2 separate regions of the Xenopus tropicalis genome follow, and region 1 is linked to region 2. A link is a contact called in public Hi-C data. All regions are on one chromosome and are shown on one strand. The core of a region is the stretch at or near the end of the contact, and the rest is flanking DNA. Distances in the headings are between cores, read along the strand shown. Region 1 holds the start of map4k5 (mitogen-activated protein kinase kinase kinase kinase 5). Region 2 holds the start of cdkl1 (cyclin-dependent kinase-like 1).

Region 1 (2,700 bases), core at 59-2,558, 240 kb after region 2:
GCTGTAAAAATACAAGTCTATGACACATTTAAAGTCCTTGAACAACTACAGTCAATGTAAGCATTATTAAACACTGCAGCCCTACCTGAAATTGTCTCTAACTAAGGAGCTCTTGTTTATAACCAAACCAGATAGATCTGTATATCATAACCTAAACCTAGATTCTAACCCTAACCCACCACATTAAAGCCAGTCATTGTAGAAGTGGTGGTACGTGTGTTAACTCTGCAAAGTGAAAGCAGTTTGGCCATTAAGCCTATGGTACTGCTGAAGTTGACTAGCCTGAACAGGCCAACCAAAAAGCTTTTAGAACATTATCAAGTGCATTAGCCAATTTAAAAATGCAGAGAGAGCATGACAACTGAATTGAATTTGGAAATTCACTTGTGTGGTCATATTGCACTGATATCCAGCGGGAGCCCAACTTGGGAAGCTGGATGGGCAAACACACAGGAATTTGTAAAGTTATAGTACTAGAGCCCATAAACAGCATTTACCAGAACAGGCAAAAAGTTTTAATAAGCTCAGTCTGCTTCATGCTCAAACCACCCAATCATACATGCATAATTATATTGGATAGCAGGAAAATAGGAACTACTGCCCACTGAAATAACTTATGCTTAGGTAGTGAACAGATAGGATGTTCCCACACTGCAGTAGTGACACTCAGGTGAAACAATGTAACTGTAGGACAGGCAAACTTCGGCCCTCCAAACGTTTCTGAACTGCAACCACCAAAATGTTTACCAATGCAGGGAGCAGCAGTGTACTTCAACATAAGTAGCAAATATAGCCTATTTATGCACACAATATGATTATGTTAACATTTTGTAAAGAAGTTGGATGGTGTGTATAAGCAAGATCCCGAAAGAGTCGGGAAACTTGATATTATATAGTACAGTTTGTGTCACTGTAACAGTTAGCTATGGGTTTATAACTTTCGTAGATGAAGCAGAAAGTGAAAATGCAATGTATACTGATGACAGGGCGATAAATATGCAGACAGCAGGCAGATACTCACCTTATATACATCCCCATAGGTGCCGCTGCCAACCCGTTGGACGAGCTCGAAGTCATGCTGCGGGTTCTTGCGGAGGATGTCCGCGCTCGGCCGTACCGCCGCAGATTCCATCATTCACTAGAGGCGGCCGCAGGCTAAGCTCGGCGCGGACAGGAGCTTCTTTCAAAGGTCCGTGGCACCGGCAGTGAGCTTAGCGCTAAGGCATGGCTCCCGTCCCATTTCCTGCAAAGGAACCGGGAATAAACCAAGAGTGTGGCACTGGCACGGGAGGAGGTGGGGGCAAGAACCGAACGCTTGCTTTGGTTTCGAGATGGGATAGTAACTTCTCAGCACCCGGACACTGGGAGGAGGAGGAGGAAGAAGAGAAAGGCACCGCCTTCCCCCTCGGGCCTGCACACCAAACTGGGCCTGGACTGCACGAGCACTGGGGGTGGGGAGGAATACCTGGCCAGGCGCAGGATGGGATGGGGGGGGGAAGACCAGCATATAGCAGGCAACACAGTGACAAGCGCTGCAGGTTTAACAGAAGTTACGATTAAAGTTCCTAGAACGCACAACTAAAGCCACCTGGGCTCAGAAGGAACTTTATGACTCAATAGCGGCCCTGCGTGACAGGCGCTTCCATTGCAGCTGCTCTCTCCCTCTGTACTGCCTTCTGGCAGCAACCTTTATGCCTAATTCCATACAGTACATTGTTTTTATGCTATGTCCCCTAGATATCTGGTCTCCGGGACGTCTGCTCTCCTTCAAAGTACTGAAACAAAGCCCGTTGGTTCAAGAAAGAAATGTTATTGGTCATAGAAAAGCTCAGGCATTATTTTCTGACTCTTGAAACAATGTAGCAGAAGTCTACAGTTATGTGAATCGTGTGCTACATTGTTTTAAGAGTCCTAACAATAGTGCAATCTTTAATAGCAGTTATATTGATAACAATATTTATAGTTACTAATTATTACATATTCTTTCATTAGACAAAATTTTTTTGAGTTAAAGCGCTTGTGATAAATTTCTGCTACTGCAGGTGCCTAATCTCCCTGAAAAGCCTTTTCATTGGCAATAAATTGCAAGTAGAAAGGCCCACGCATTGCTTAGTTTTATTCAAAATAGTGTGGTTTACTTCTGGAGGCAACTTTGCAAAGTGATGGGTAGACCTTTCCACCAGCAATTCTCTTTATAGCCGGTGGAAAGGCTTTTCAGGGAGGTTAGTCACCTGTGGTAGCAGAGATTTATCTCAAGTGACTAATCTCCCTTTGGGACATTAGCCTTAAGGCTAAGGCTGATGCCACACGTAGCGTTTTTACGCTGCGTTTTTTCTCAGCCTAAAAATGCCACACAAGCCACACATCCCCTGACTTTGGTGTTTTTCTGCCTAGTACTGGTGACGTAGCAAATCCCGTTTCCATGGTGCTAATAGTGCAAAATAGTAAAAAACGCTGCATATTTCAGCTAGGTCTGGCATCTGCCTTTGTGTATACATAGGAATAGCTTGCTTTGCAAATACTGGCGTATTTCAGCCAACGCTTGAAAAATCCGTGCTAAGGCGTTTTCTAGCGTATTTCCGCATTGTGTGGTTTGCTTAGAGTCTTTTCAAGTTATTTCTATGGATGATGATACCAGGCGTTTTTCAGCCACTGAGAGAATTAGAAAATACGCAGTGTAAAAACGCCACGTGTGGCATC
Region 2 (2,700 bases), core at 65-2,564:
AAATCCCCAAGCCAATTGATTATATCAGGGGTGGGCTCCATTGGAAGCAATATTGAAAATGATGTTGATATCATACATTTGCTAAAAACTGTGACATGGCAACTGCACTTTTATTTAGTGACAGTGGATGTATGCTCACTGTACACTATTATACAATATAACATAGGCTTAGAACTTTCTAAATTAGGAAACAGGAATACCAGAAGCCCAGAAACATGTTAAACAGGAAAGTATAAAATGTATAAATGAAGAAATGTAGCTTAAGTATAAAGCAGGGTTCACCTTTAGTAAGAACCGTGTAGCATGCAAAACAACTAGCTGCATAAGAACAGTTAAAAAGGAGTTTATGGCATCATCTAGTGGGAGAATTACACAGTAAAACATCCATTGAATAGTAACATGAGAAATATAGCTTACCCCCTACAATATTCTTGTGGAAAACAATATGTGGGGAGAACCAAAAAGGCAAGACTGGGGGAGCATATACGAAATATAAAAAAGGGGTATATGAAACATTACCTAAACAAACATTTTGCTAGGGTACACAATGAAGACTCCACTGGCCTTATACAGTATATTGAAAAGGAGGAGACTTAAAAAAGAGGCTTTTGCAGAGGACATTGGTACCTCAGGGGACAATCTGAGTAGGATCCTTAACCTATAATACCAGTAGAGGGTGGTAAAGGTGCAAAGCCTCTGATGAAGTGAATTGTATACAATGAACGAGTTAGGATAGTTCTCAGGATTTTACATGTAAGTTTGGATATGTAAGCTTGTGTCAAATTGATTACAATTCTCATCAGTATATTGTGGTTCTTGAGCTACTTGAGTGATTGTTTGGGAGTGCTGTGAGTGGAGGCAGGAGAGCATTAGGACCTGGCAGGCACCAGGAGGGAAAGTCGGAAGGGAAGTTGGGAGGAATGTAAGAAGTCTGATATACTATAAACCCTGTCTGATTTTGTTTTGGAGGGAGTACAAGTGGAGGAACAGAACTTACTTATACAGTACATAACTGCACTTGGACTTCGGATCATCCGGAAGTGAATGCTAACAGACTGTGTATATCACTCACTTAGAAACTTTACGTTTTTTGAGAACTGTAAACATCTACCAAATAAATATTTATATGTGGAGTTTTCAAGGATTTGTTAGGAGCGCTGTGTACTTCTCCTTTCCGTGTACCTCTCATGCGCTGCTGCTGCTGCTACCTACAGTAACATCGAGCTGGATGCAGGAGCAGAACCCAGTGCTCTGACTGGTTACTCACTCAAGGGGGCGGGGTCTATAGTTGCTATGGGCACTAAGAGCAGGCCCGGTGTCCAGAAGGGAGAGTGCAGTCAGTGTTGGGGCTGAAAGCGAACAGGTGGAAGGTATTTGGGAAACACAGGAGCCAGAGTGTTGTGACCCTCCGGCATCACAGCAAGATCCAGGTAACTGTACTGAGAGTGCACCCTTTCCTGCTGCCTCTGAATGCTGACTGGCAGGGCCGTGCTTTCATTCATATAGAGTGCTCCTAGTCCGACTGTGCCTAGCTCTAATGTGTTCCATGCTTTCTGTTGGGGATGGGGGGGTTATGTATTGCAGTCTCTTACATTTCAGTTTGTAAAAGTAACCGCATAGGAAAGCATTCTTTTTCTGTCCCTTTCTGCACTGCTGGTGGTACTGTATGCCATGAAGCAATGCAGCACAAGTCAGCTCTTCACCTCCTTCACAGGGCTATAAATCAGCTGGCTTCTGCTGCATTGTTTCTTATGCAGGGGGGAAGACTATGTCAGCCCAGCAGCAGCATCCCAGTAACAGCCTTATCTCACCAGTCTGCAAGGTTGTAAAACAACAATTAGAGAACTACATAAAATCGTAACATACCTATTACATAGAATAAATATATATTCATGCCAGTTGCTCTGTGCTGGTGTCACATGTGGCATTGTTTGCTCCAGCGTATTGATGCCTCCATGTGTGACACCAGTCGTACCAATAGCTAGGAGTCTGGGACTAAAAAATACTTAGAATGGAAATTTTTCTGTTGTTGTCATCACTATTCCAACTGGCATAATCTTACCCACAGTTATCAGGTGTAAATGTTTTACAGACAAGTGACCCTTTAACCATGTACGTATGCCAAGTACACCATAATGTTATAGTTCTATTATTGTTATTAGTGCAAATAGTGACAACTTTGTTGTGTGTACAGAATTCCCCCATACAGCTTTATTTTGTGGTGCTGATATTATCAGTCATCAGTTTCATGTCATTCCCAGGTGTTGCCATGGATAACTGAAGTGATATATTTTAGCCCCAATGTTAGTAAATACATTCCAGTATGCTTCTTGCTGATCTGTTGCTGTTTATTTAAGTGAGGTTGGGGATTTTTATTGATTTCATTATTTGTTTAATACTTGTTAAATATTCTTGTATTAAGTTTGTAAGGATGGACCTCTTCACATAAATCTTATCCTAGTTGTCAGTGGGGCTCAGTTGATGTCTGATTAGAAACTTTTGTTATTATATTTATAATATTTGTATGCAGGGGACGCGAGACAAGTAAACAGTGCCATATCATGTGGTTCTACATAAGCCCATTATGCTGAGTACAACACATTATTATTACAGAAGATACAATTAACTGACCAATAACATTTAAAGGGGTTGTTCACCTTTGAGTTAACTTTTAGCATGATGTAGAGAGTAATATACTAA

What was found. Hi-C and Micro-C count contacts between places; a contact is called where the count stands out from the background.
Region 1: a contact with region 2 is called in a Hi-C map of neurula embryo, with 2.9 times the contacts expected there. The contact joins the promoter of map4k5 here to the promoter of cdkl1 in region 2. A contact is called at or near these places in 3 of 5 Hi-C or Micro-C datasets (brain, neurula embryo and tailbud embryo).

Annotation. Positions count from the first base shown.
Region 1 is chr8:93,017,364-93,020,063 of UCB_Xtro_10.0, forward strand. map4k5 (mitogen-activated protein kinase kinase kinase kinase 5) reads right to left here and starts at 1,309. Exons shown (of 32, transcript NM_001142049.1): 1 at 1,022-1,309. The coding sequence starts at 1,132.
Region 2 is chr8:92,773,599-92,776,298 of UCB_Xtro_10.0, forward strand. It overlaps cdkl1 (cyclin-dependent kinase-like 1), which reads left to right and starts at 1,315. Exons shown (of 10, transcript XM_012969555.3): 1 at 1,315-1,430.